Regions from separate parts of the Zea mays genome. Here regions 1 and 3 are each linked to region 2. The links are chromatin contacts, called in public Hi-C maps. All regions are on one chromosome and are shown on one strand. Each heading gives the region's core, a stretch centred on a gene start, on an enhancer-like site or on the middle of the called end of the contact. The rest is flanking DNA. Distances are from core to core; before and after follow the strand shown. Region 1 holds the start of LOC100282943 (Chaperone protein dnaJ 15). Region 2 holds the start of LOC103650561 (F-box/LRR-repeat protein 3-like). Region 3 holds the start of LOC103650566 (auxilin-related protein 1).

The links. A called contact is a pair of places that touch in the nucleus more often than the background predicts.
Region 1: a contact with region 2 is called in a Hi-C map of ear, with 2.2 times the contacts expected there. The contact joins the promoter of LOC100282943 here to the promoter of LOC103650561 in region 2. A contact is called at or near these places in 2 of 25 Hi-C or Micro-C datasets (ear and tassel).
Region 3: a Hi-C map of ear shows a contact between it and region 2, with 2.0 times the contacts expected there. The contact joins the promoter of LOC103650566 here to the promoter of LOC103650561 in region 2. A contact is called at or near these places in 3 of 25 Hi-C or Micro-C datasets (bundle sheath, ear and tassel).

What each region holds. Positions count from the first base shown.
Region 1 is chr3:131,018,707-131,022,744 of Zm-B73-REFERENCE-NAM-5.0, forward strand. LOC100282943 (Chaperone protein dnaJ 15) reads right to left here and starts at 1,466. Exons shown (of 13, transcript NM_001155848.2): 1 at 1,339-1,466; 2 at 1,038-1,258; 3 at 770-914. The coding sequence starts at 900.
Region 2 is chr3:131,610,631-131,614,422 of Zm-B73-REFERENCE-NAM-5.0, forward strand. LOC103650561 (F-box/LRR-repeat protein 3-like) reads right to left here and starts at 1,383. Exons shown (of 7, transcript NM_001346236.1): 1 at 418-1,383. The coding sequence starts at 1,083.
Region 3 is chr3:132,520,172-132,524,058 of Zm-B73-REFERENCE-NAM-5.0, forward strand. LOC103650566 (auxilin-related protein 1) reads left to right here and starts at 1,333. Exons shown (of 8, transcript XM_008676139.4): 1 at 1,333-2,491. The coding sequence starts at 1,938.

The sequences.
Region 1 (4,038 bases), core at 216-2,715, 590 kb before region 2:
CAACACTTCTTGCAATTCTTCTCATATTGTATATTCTAGAATGACTAGCAACTAAACTAGTACATGCTTTTTTTTGAGGAATAATATTATTCCGTTAATTATTGCTCAGGCAAACACGGTTGGATCGAAAGCAATGGCAGTTTTCAACTTGAATAAACAAAAAATTAAACAAATATCTTTTGCCAATATAGGAACTGATATCCATCTGGAGCCTGAAAAATGTTCTCTGCATTCGCTTGAAAAAATTATCACTGATAGGTTTTTTGCTGCTTTCTCATCAAGAAGCAGATGTGGGAACTAAATTCGTCATTGAGTGCACCTCGCATGAGTATTCGTCAGTTCAACTTTGCTGAGAGCTGGACAATGTGTTATTAATAATAAGACACTGATCATGAGTATTCGCCATTTCATCATTGCTAAGATCTGGGCAAAGTATTAGAAATAATTAAGCACTGAAAAATTGCAGCACATTAGCTAGCATATTGACTCACCTAGTTGGCCGTTACCAAATTCATAAACTACCAAATCAGGAACATTTTATTTGAAATAATCGCTTCACAGAAAACCCGCTTCTCGCTAACGTATAGTTTGGCAGAGCTCCTCCTCGGTTTAGCCTGGCAGCTGCTCTATGAGCTATGCCAAACAGGCCTATGTTAAACTAACGGAGTAGCGTCTGGGTTTTCCTCTCTTACGCTACCCAAATCAAAACACTCTTCCACCACACAAATCAAAGCAGCATAGCAAACGAAAAGGGTCATTGAAACCGTACTTGAGTGCGAGCTTCCGGTAGGCGGACTTGATCTCCTGGTCGGAGGAATCTCTGGGAACGCTGAGCACCTCGTAGGGATCCCGACGCACCACCGGGGCAGACGGCCCCTCCATCTTCCCCGACGACGACATCCCGGGACAAAACCCTAACAGATGTAATAACAAATAAAAGGTTCAAAAAATAATGCATCCGATCCCAACGGCCGGTAGTTGGACCATGTAACGGCGCCCGACGGTTAGACCAGCAGGTCGTCTGCCGGCGGATCTACCTTCTCAAGGCGCCTGGCGGCTCCAATTCTTTACGGAGACCGACGGCTCTAACTCTTTCCGGAGACCGACGGCTCGCAGCAGGGATGCGAAAGGGAGGCCGGGAGCTTGGGCACCGTCGTCGCAAGATCCGGATGAGGCGCGCTCGGCTGGGAGGACCAAGCCCCAGCAGAGGCGGCACCAGTTCGTCTGTGTCACGCCTGGCAAGGAGAGGCGCCTGCGCCTGGGAAAGGGAACGAGTGGCAGGTCTCTATAATTTTCGCCAAGTTGGGTCGGGACTCGGGATGAGAAATTTTTGCTCACCTCGGCGCGGCGCGAGCAGATCTCGCCGCGTAGATGGGCGGGCGAGACGGAGACGGCAACGGCCAACGAGGTTGGAGGAGCTAGCGGCGACCGACAAGGAGTGTTTGGTTTAGAAAGCGTTTGGTTTTAGACACTAATTTCAAATTTCTGTATTAAATACATAAACTAACACTCTATTTTAGTTTATCATACCAAACATATCATGGAAATATCTCCAGCAGCTACTCATACATATATCTATATTCGAACTATACTCTATAAACAATACAATATAAAGCGCAAAACATGGTTTTGGCTGACCATATAAGTACAATGTACAATAGTTCACTTATATGGTCACTTAAACATTGTTTTTGCACTGTGCATTGTATTGTTTGTGGAGTATTGTTTGAAAAAAAATTGTAAATCTACTCGAGCAAATATTAGAAAAATGATTTTTCTCGCTCCAACAGCTTCCTTATACTCTATCGAAAGAATTAGGGCATGTTTGGTTCGTTGTCTAACTTGCCAAATTTTGCATAACTTTTCTGCTTAGGCTAGGGGCTGTTTGGTTTGCTGTCTAACTTGACATAGTTTGCCACGCTTAAGGTTAGGCAAGTTTGACCAAGTTAGGCATGTGTTTGGTTTGAAGCCACAGTTGTGACAAGATTTTTCTCCTGCAGTGTAGGTCTCACTAGTCAATGACTAGTAAAATGTGGCAAGATTTCCTTAGGCAAGACAAATATGAGGCAGAATTTGAGCGTCTAACCTTAAGCACCTTAGACAAGTGTGGCATAAAATTGTGTGGCAATTTTTGGCACCACATGTATAGAACCAAACAGCCTCTAGTTCTTCAACTCAGACAATTAACCTCAAACAAAGTTTGGTATAGTTAGCCACGAACCAAACAGACCCTTAGCATCCCGCATCTATCTCCTCACCTCCCTCATATTTATGTGTAAGCTATTTCTCCACAATCGGCCTCGCTCGTATGCGAGTAGGCTCCCGCGATTTTTTTTCTGTCGCACGCGCACTTGTTGGGTGGGGCTTCGACGCATACACGACATAGCAGCCTCCTCCTCATGCTATCTTCAACCATTCTCCCTCCTAAATTATCATATTCGTACTTTATATTTATATTTAAATACCTCATTTTCAATAATTATTCCTTATATTTCTCTTTCTCTCCAACTATTCCCTCTATTTAGCTCTCCTTTACTTTTTAAATGAGCTATTTGCCTTTTATATATTAGTTTTTGGAGTTTTAAAAAATATTGTCATATTAATAGTACTGTAATACACATTATTATTTTGTAATTATACTAAAAATAGATTGATTTTGTAATTAAAGCGTTGATTAACAAAATGGATGGAGACTAGAACTCCCCCTACACAGGGTGGAATACTTCTCTCTCCCCGTAGAGGGTGCAGGAGGGGGCACCGTTAGACCCCTTCTCCCCTCATTTACACCTCGTAAGGAACAACCCGAGAGAGGGGGCTAGCCGACGTGAGCTGTTGGAGCTAGTCTCAGTGACGTGACGTAAGGAGCTCCTCGGTGATCATAAGTCTTGACGTCGAGAAGAGAGAGGTAACGAAGGCTAGTGGGATTTTATAGTTTTTAGTTTTTAAGGACTGTTGGAGTATATATATGATGCTTTGCTTCTAAAAATGTTTAGTCTGCCACCAATAACCATTTTTAGAGAAAATTTTTAACATATTTTTGGAGTTGTGAGAGCACCTAGAGGGGGTGAATAGGTGATCCTGTAAAAACTTAACACTTAAGGCCACAAAACTTGATTAAGAGTTAGCACAATGAAATCAAGTGGTTATAGGAGATCTCTTGTGAAATACAATAGACACAGTGAGAACAAGCACAAGAGACACGAGGATTTATCCCGTGGTTCGGCCAAGTACAAAACTTGCCTACTCCACGTTGTGGCGTCCCAACGGACGAGGGTTGCACTCAACCCCTCTCAAGTGATCCAATGATCGACTTAAATACCACGGTGTTCTTCTTTCTTTACTCTTTCCCGCTTGTGAGGAATCTCCACAACTTGGAGTCTCTCACCCTTACAATAAGAATCAAAGTGAAAGCACTAGAGTAAGGGAGGGAAGCAACACACTCAAATCCACAGCAGATACGCACACACACAACCAAGAATTTGAGCTCAAATGAGTATCACAAAGTTCACCACTAGAACGGAGCTCAAATCACTAAGAATGTCAAACGAGTGCGCAAAGTTGGAGTGAGAATGATCAAGAATGCTCAAAGTGTGCTTGGTGTTCTCCTCCATGCGCCCAGGGGTCCCTTTTATAGCCCCAAGGCAGCTAAGAGCCGTTGAGAGCATTCCAGGAAGGCAATTCTTGCCTTCTGTCAACTGGCGCACCGGACAGTCCGGTGCACCACCGGACACTGTCCGGTGCGGATTTCTTTCCTATTCTGGCGCAGCCGACCATTGAAGATTTGGGGCCGTTGGCGCACCGGACAGTCCGGTGCCCCCTTCAGACCGTTGGCCCGGTCACGCGTCACACGCGGATTGCGCGGCCGACCGTTGGCTCGGCCGACCGTTGGCTCACCGGACAGTCCGGTGAATTTTAGCCGTACACCGCCGACGAAATCCCGAGAGCGGCCTTTTCACCAGAGCCAGCCTGGCACACCGGACACTGTCTGGTGCACCACCGGACAGTCCGGTGCACCCAGACTGAGCAGAGTCTTGGCTG
Region 2 (3,792 bases), core at 133-2,632:
TTTATGACTCATAATGTTTGGAATAGCACCTTTGCACCCATATGCATTAGCTTCCATCTTAAGTCCAACTTCACAAGATTTATGACAATTTCCAGAGTAAAGTTGAGATTTAGCATATCATGGTACCAAACCACTTCTGTATTGACGCCATGTTGCATCTGAAATTTGGTTTGTGCAGCTCTTGTTGGGTACTTGGGTATCAAAACAACTAATTAACTAGACTGCCCAAACTTTCTTGGGGCAAAGATGCCTATTATAGGTGTGTTGCTACATACGAAATTTTCACCATTTCTCTAAACAGCGTGTCAATTGGACAATTGCTAGTCCTACCACCTACCCACATGTGATCATCTTTCATCAGTCCACTACCACTACCAAAGCAATGAACAGTTCAATAAATTAAATGGGACTAGTAACCTTGAGGTAGGATATGTTGAGGCTGCGGAGCTCGGGGCACTTCTTGGCCAGCAGATCAATTCCGATATCAGAGATCTCACGGCACCACTTGAGGCTGAGCTTCTCCAGCCTGGGGCAGCCAACAGCCACCTTGGCGAGCCCCATGTCGGTGACAGCAAGGCATTTGTCCAGCCTCAGCTCCCTGAGCCCGGCCGCCGCCGCCAGCGCAGCGGCCTCGCGGTCCCCGGCGCTGACGCAGTGCGACAAATCGACCGCCTCCAGCTTGGGGCAGGCAGCCACGAGCGCCTCGAGGCCGCGCCAGCCAACCCCATTGGCCCGCGCGAGGCACACGCTGCGGAGGCCGGCGAGGCCCCCACCGGCACCGGCAACAGCCGCGGCGAGGGAGGCGTCGTCGAGCGAAGCGCAGGCAGAGAGGTCGAGCCGCTCGAGCGCCGGGAACGCGCGGAGCAGGCGCGGGAGCGGCTCGCGTCGGAGCACCCGCAGCGCGCGTCGGTGCGCGGCCTCGGAGCGCTCGAAGGCGCGGCTGACGAGGCGGCACGCCTTGCGGTCCCGCGGCTCCCGTAGGCGGTCCAGCACCTGGCCCAGCAGGTCCAGCGACAAGACCCCTATCCCGACGCCGCCGCCGCCGCCGGTGGCGCAATCGAGTTTCTGCGCCTCCCGGCTCATCCCGTCGGCCGAGCACGCGGCGATCCGTTCGCTCTCCCGGCGACGAGAGAAGATGAGGAGATACTGGCAGAATTACGCTGCGAGGAGGTTGGTTTAGGTGGGGATGAAAAGGAAGGAGAAGACGGCGACGAAGGGGTGGTCGTCGGGGAGCGGGACGCGCGGTTCGGCGGGCCGGCGCGGTCGGGCAAGGGCGCAGCGCTGCTGCATGGTAGGAGCAGGATCCCGCGAGTGCGGAGGGCGGCGGCGGCGGCGCGATCCCGATCGATCCGGCCCAGCGGTGGAGAGGTGGTGGTGTCGTGGTGGATAAACCGCGGGGACTGGGGTCAGGCGAGGCGGGGCGGCGGGGACTGGGGGCAGGTAGTTACGGGCTGTGGGGAGCTCCACAGGTGAGGAGAGGCGTGGAGGTGTGGAGCATAGGAGAGAGACGGAAGAGGGAGGGAGAGAGAGAGAGAGATGTGGATAGGTGAAGCCGGTCGGAATACCGCCTGCCTCAGGTGAGGGTCGAAGGTGGCACCTGATCAGTCCACGGTAGTGCGATGGAGAAGATGACTAAAATACCCCTACTCTCGGACCAGTACTGATGTCGACAGGCCAGTGATGACCCGTGCCCGCCGCGAGTTGCTACTCTTCCTTTTCTCTTTAGAAGAAGAAATTAAGAAAAAGGAAGAAACTCTCGTGATAGCTCGATAGGTAAACAATGTGAAGAAAAGAAGTTATCATGGCAGGGATCACATTCCCAACTGAATGGATGTCGCTATAGTCTCATTATTTCATTCTTTTTCTTGATACTACAATATAATACGTAATCATTCTACTATTAATCTGTTACATAGTAAAATGATTGCGTATAGTAATCTGATTTCAGTAGAGATTGGTCGGGAAGTTTTCGATGATCCAAGAGCAATCTGACTATGTGGTGTGGCACAACTACTCAAAAAAATCATTTTTAATCATTCTTAATTATTTTCTATTTAAAATTTTTTTAGTCACCCCAAAACATCCTGACACGATAAAATCACGCTTCCATGTTATGTACGTTGGAATAGCTAGATTTGTCACGGAGCATCTCCAACAAGATAAACAGGGTCCTATTTTAAAGGATATGACTTTAACATAAAAACATGCTCTAGCATTATCATTATTTTACAAAAAATTATCAACGAATATAACTTCGGTCTATTGAATTCTAAATATAGTACCTCATATACCGGAGTGTTAGAGAATAAAATAGACACAAAGATTTATGTGGAAAAACCATCCCACATATAGAGGAGCAAACAACCACGAGAAAATAAAACCACTATTAACCGCAGAATACAAGTTACATGGAGGGCCTATATTTATAGGCGTACAGGAAAGAATATTCCAAGGCATATTCCAAATATATAAAAGGAATTAGAGGCATATTCCAACAAATCTCCCCTTGACTCTAAATACATAGAACTGTTTCCCAAACACTACTAGGATGCTAAATTTGAATATCAACCAAGTCTAAGGAAATATTACACTTAAAACTAGAGCACGACTTGGTATCATCAAAATCACCTCTCTTCTGGAACGCAATAGAAACAGATTCAACATCAACTGTTGAACATTGCAAATAATAAAGATTATTCAAATGGTTGCCCTTCAAGATAATACGATTGCCACGAGAAACCATAAGAACACCATCAATAGAAGGAAAATTGAATCCCAATGCTTCTAAAGTGCTCAAAGAAATAAGATTTCTCTTCAATTTTGGAACAAAACGGTCATCGATAAGTTTCTTAATACTTCCATCTGAACTTGGATATAAATAGAGCCGATTCCAATAATCTCACATGTGGATGCATCTCCAATAACAACTTCACCAACATGAGACTGAACATAATCAGAAAACTAATCTCTACGCGAACAAATATGAAAAGTGCAAGCGGGATCGAGAATCCAAGAAGAGCACTTTTCAACAAAGGCAACAAACAGAGCTTCTCCACTATCTAAAGTTTCAACAAAATTGGCTTCAGCAGAAGACTTATCCAATTACCTTTTCTTTCTCACCTCTTTATTTCTCACTTTAGGGGCACTGAGAAATATGATGATTATTTTTTCTGCAATAACGGCAATAAAGGTTGGATTTATGATCTCCAGATCCCCAAACAATTATGTCGGGGACCATAATTAGGGGTACCCCTCAAGGCTCCTAAATCTCAGCTGGTAACCCCCATCAGCACAAAGCTGCAAAGGCCTGATGGGTGCGATTAAGTCAAGGATCGGTCCATTCGAGGGGCGCGATCACGCCTCGCCCGAGCCCAGCCTCGAGCAAGGGCAGCCGACCCCGGAAGATCTACGTCTCGCCCGAGGCCCCCTTTCCATCAACAGACACGCCTTCGGCTCGCCCGAGGCCCAGTCTTCGCCAAGAAGCAACCTTGACCAAATCGCCACGCCAACCGACCAAATCGCGGAGGCATTTAATGCAAAGGTGGCCTGACACCTTTATCCTGACGCCCGCTCTCCAGTCGACAGAGCCGAAGTGACTGTGGTCACTTCGCCGCTCCACTGACCGGTCTGACAGGGGGACAGCGCCGCCTGCGCCGCTCCGACTACTGTGCCACTCGACAGAGTGAGGCTGACAGCAGCCAAGTCCGGCCTCAAGCGCCATAGGAAACTCCGCTTCGCCCGACCCAGGGCTCGGACTCGGGCTCAGCCCCGGAAGACGACGAACTCCGCTCC
Region 3 (3,887 bases), core at 83-2,582, 910 kb after region 2:
AAGGCAAGGGTACATGTGTGATGCACGAGCGAATACAAGTCAGCGTGAACAGTACGGGGGTACTGTTTATCTATTTATAGGCACAGGGCGCAGTCTATGTGAAATTACATTCATGCCCTTCTTGTTTACTATTGACTTAAGAACAATCTATTGGGGACTAGATAGCCTTTTCCTCCTTAAGTCGGTTCCTTTTTCTGGTACTGAGCCGAAGCTCCATTGCGCGCAGCTTCGACGTTGGTTCAGCCTTCGTTCCGACCCTGCTTCCCATATTGTGTACAACTTCATCCTGAGTCCGAAGGTGCCTGTATGTGTATTACACTTCGGAAACATTATTAGTCATGTTTTTGAGGACCTTCGGAAGATGAAGGCCCCCAACAGTTTTCATCCCTATATATACACACATGCGGGTATGTGGGTTTGCGGGCACGGATACAATATTTTCATACCCATGAGAAAAAACCTGTACCCACGGGTACAAACTCACACCCAAACCCGCACCCTATAGGGTTTTTACCCGCGAGCACGTGGGTAAAATGTGCCGGTTGCCATCCCTACGTGTGCAGTAGTAGGGGTGAGGAGGCGTTGAAGAGAGTCTAACTGCTATTTTGCTTGTGTAGTTTAGTTCGGCACACCCGCAGTCCGTGCACGCAGGAGGGCGGACCGGGTCGATCAACTAGTCCCACACACCGGATCCCCACCGACTAGGGGTGGATAACGGGCCAGCTCGGCTCGTCCTAGTTCGAGCTGGCTCGTTAAGCTAACGAGCCAGCTCGGCTCGGCTCGTTAAGGTAACGAGCCACAGAGTTAGCTTGACTCGGCTCGTTTAGCTCGCGAGCCAGAGCAGAAAAAAATAAAATATACATAATAATTATTTTTAGTTAATTTCAAACTAATTTAACAATAGAAAATAGTAATTATACTCATAGTTTTACAAACCACGTCAATATAACACCAAAATAGCACAATTCATCACTCATTAATTCACAAGTCACATACATGTTCATCAGTTTAACCCATAATTATATTTACATAGACAAAATTAACACATAGATATAGTTCATTAATAATTAGTTTAATTTATAGGCCATAAACACCTTACATATATATAACATATTCATCAATTATTCTGTAAATGATATGCATATAGTTTCGTTTTGCTGGAATATAGTAGCTTGTTTAGCTCGCGAGCTGGCTTTTTAACGAACCGAGCCAGCTCGTTAGCGAACCGAGCCGGCTCGTTAGCAAACTGAGCTAGGATGTCAGCTCAGCTCGTGAAAAAAATTAAACGAGCCGATCCGAATCGAACCGAGCTGATTATGAACCGAGCGAGCTAGCGAGTCATGAGCATTTCTTCCAGCACTATCGCCGACGAGAGAGCGTAGGCGCAGGCGCGCAGTCACCGCTCGCCACCGACGCCGTGGCAGAAATCCTTGCCCCGCGCCGATTCACAAGGCACAGACGTTCCGGGCCCATCCTTTTATCCCCACATGTCAGTGGTCTCTTCTAACTTTTCTCTGGGGCCCACTCCACAAGGCAGCAATGATATGACATCCCTCGTGCCATTCGGGCCCGCTCGCCAGTCACCCGCGTCTGAGAGAGGAGAGAGGAGAGAGAGAGACCACCTCCTCCGCTTCCGCTCTCCTCTCTTTCTGACTCTTGACTCGACCGCTCCTGTTCGCCGCTCCGCCATCGCCGGCGACCACTCCGGCGACGCTGCGTCTCCGGCGACCCCACCGACGCCTGTCCCAGCGACCCCATTCCTCCGATCCCCGCCTCACGCCCTGCGCTCTCCCGGCTAGGGTTCGTGCTCCTGCCCGGATCCACCCCGCCTCCTCGCGCCCCCGTTCGCGCGCGCCGATCGGCAGGCTGCGGGCCGCCGCCGCTGCGCGAGCTAGCGGGCGTCGGATCCATCGATCCGCGCGGCCTCCGCGGCCGTCATGGACGACTTCGAGGGCCTGCTGGCCCGCGACTTCGGCCTCCGCCCGCAGGGGAAGGCCGCGCCCATGTCGGCCGCCCGCTCCTCGGGGCCCTCCGGATCTGCCTGGGCCAATACCAGATCCGCCGCCGCCCCCTCCTACGACGAGCTCTTCGGGTCCGCCCCGCCACTGCCCAAGGCCACGCCGTCGCCGTCGCCGTCGCTCGACCACATCTTCGACTCGTTCAAGGAGCCCGCTTCCACCGCGCCGCCGCCTAAGCCGAAGCACTCGTCCATGCCGGTGTTCGACAAGCCGGTCTACGACGACGACATCTTTGTCGGGGTCCCTGGGGTCAAGAGCTCCTCGGCGCGCTACGACGATGTGTTCGGGGGAAGCCATAGCCGCGAGGCGCCTCCAGCGTTCGATGACCTGCTCGGTGGATTTGGTAAGAGCTCACAGGTGAGGGAAGAGGTGGATGACAAGAGGAAACAAGAGGCAGCTATGGGGCCAGCGGCGGGTACTGGGTTTGATTATTTGATCCCAGGCTTTGGCGGGAGGAGCTCCCCGCGGCAAAGGTGACTACTTTCTTTTATGCATTTCAATGTGCATGGGACTGATAGACGTTACGGTATCCATATGTGCTGAGGTCTAGGATTGGATATACATGTAACGTAGTTAGTTCGATCAATTGAACCGGAAGATTTTGTCGGTATTTGGTGACTATAGGATCATGTGGCTGTTGGTAGAGTTGGATCAAATATTTCTGGCTCATTTGTTGAATGTTTTGACAATTAGATTCTAGCCTTATTATGCCCAATGTTCAGTTTGGTAATCCATACCAGTTAGTAAAGCATTTATGATGTACGTTATACATAGAGTTTTGCGCCGCAAAAGTTGTCAGTTTTCCTCAGTTACGATATGTATTTAATATTTATCCTATTTTGAGAATTAATAACCTATTAGATTATGATAATATGATGGGCTTGGGTTCATGTTTATCTAAATACCTTAGTGCTGTAATGCTTGCAATTTTATCCGCTATTCATCCAAGTCAATGCATAAAGGATTGATTAGTCATATCGATGTCCATGCACCTTATCAGAAAATCCTTTTGCACTGTTAGTGTTGACTTCCTGGACCTCTACTGGTATATAATGTATGTTAGGTTTATTTAGGTATTTTATGCTGATTCTAGTACATATGCTAGGTCATCAACAAATTTGATTGTGAATTGTATTATACTTTTGTGATATCCATGTTTGATACTTGCTTGTGTGATGATAGGTCTGCTTATTTTTTAGGTAGCATGACAAGAGGTTTTCACAGTTTTGATTAACTTGACATTGTAGTTGATGTTATGTTGTTGGTGGAGCACTGATGAATTGGTTTCATGGGTTTGTGCTTTTTGTGTACTAGTTGAGATGGATTGAGTGAAAAAGTTATGTCTCTATATGGATTTAAAGCTGAAATTAAACTGGAGTGGATAACTAGAGTTAAATATTGCTTTCAGGCCCGATAAATATGCAAAGTGTTGCTCGAGTGGCAGATATCTGTAACTTTAGACACTATGGGTATCAATATTATCTTGTATACTTGGTTATACGTTGAGAATTGTTACTGATGTCAAGTTTGCTTTGAAATTTAGTTCTACATTTCTGAGACTTGACAACATCTATCAAAGATTGCAATTACCAACCTTATTGAGGAAAGTTATTGGGCGTGTTCGGCTGGCTACAAGCCGACACTGTTGCAGCTGTTTGGACTGCTGCAGCTGCAATCCATAGAGAGAAAAATACTGTAGAAGCCGCAGCCGCAGCCGGATTGCAGCCGCAGCAAGCCGCAGCGAACAAGCTGATTGCTTACATGCTACCCATACAAATTTTAAGATTGCACAATATAAACACTAGACGTATTTCCATGGAACAATAAGTTTTATTATATACGGCTCATATAATGAAGTATTCTATTTGT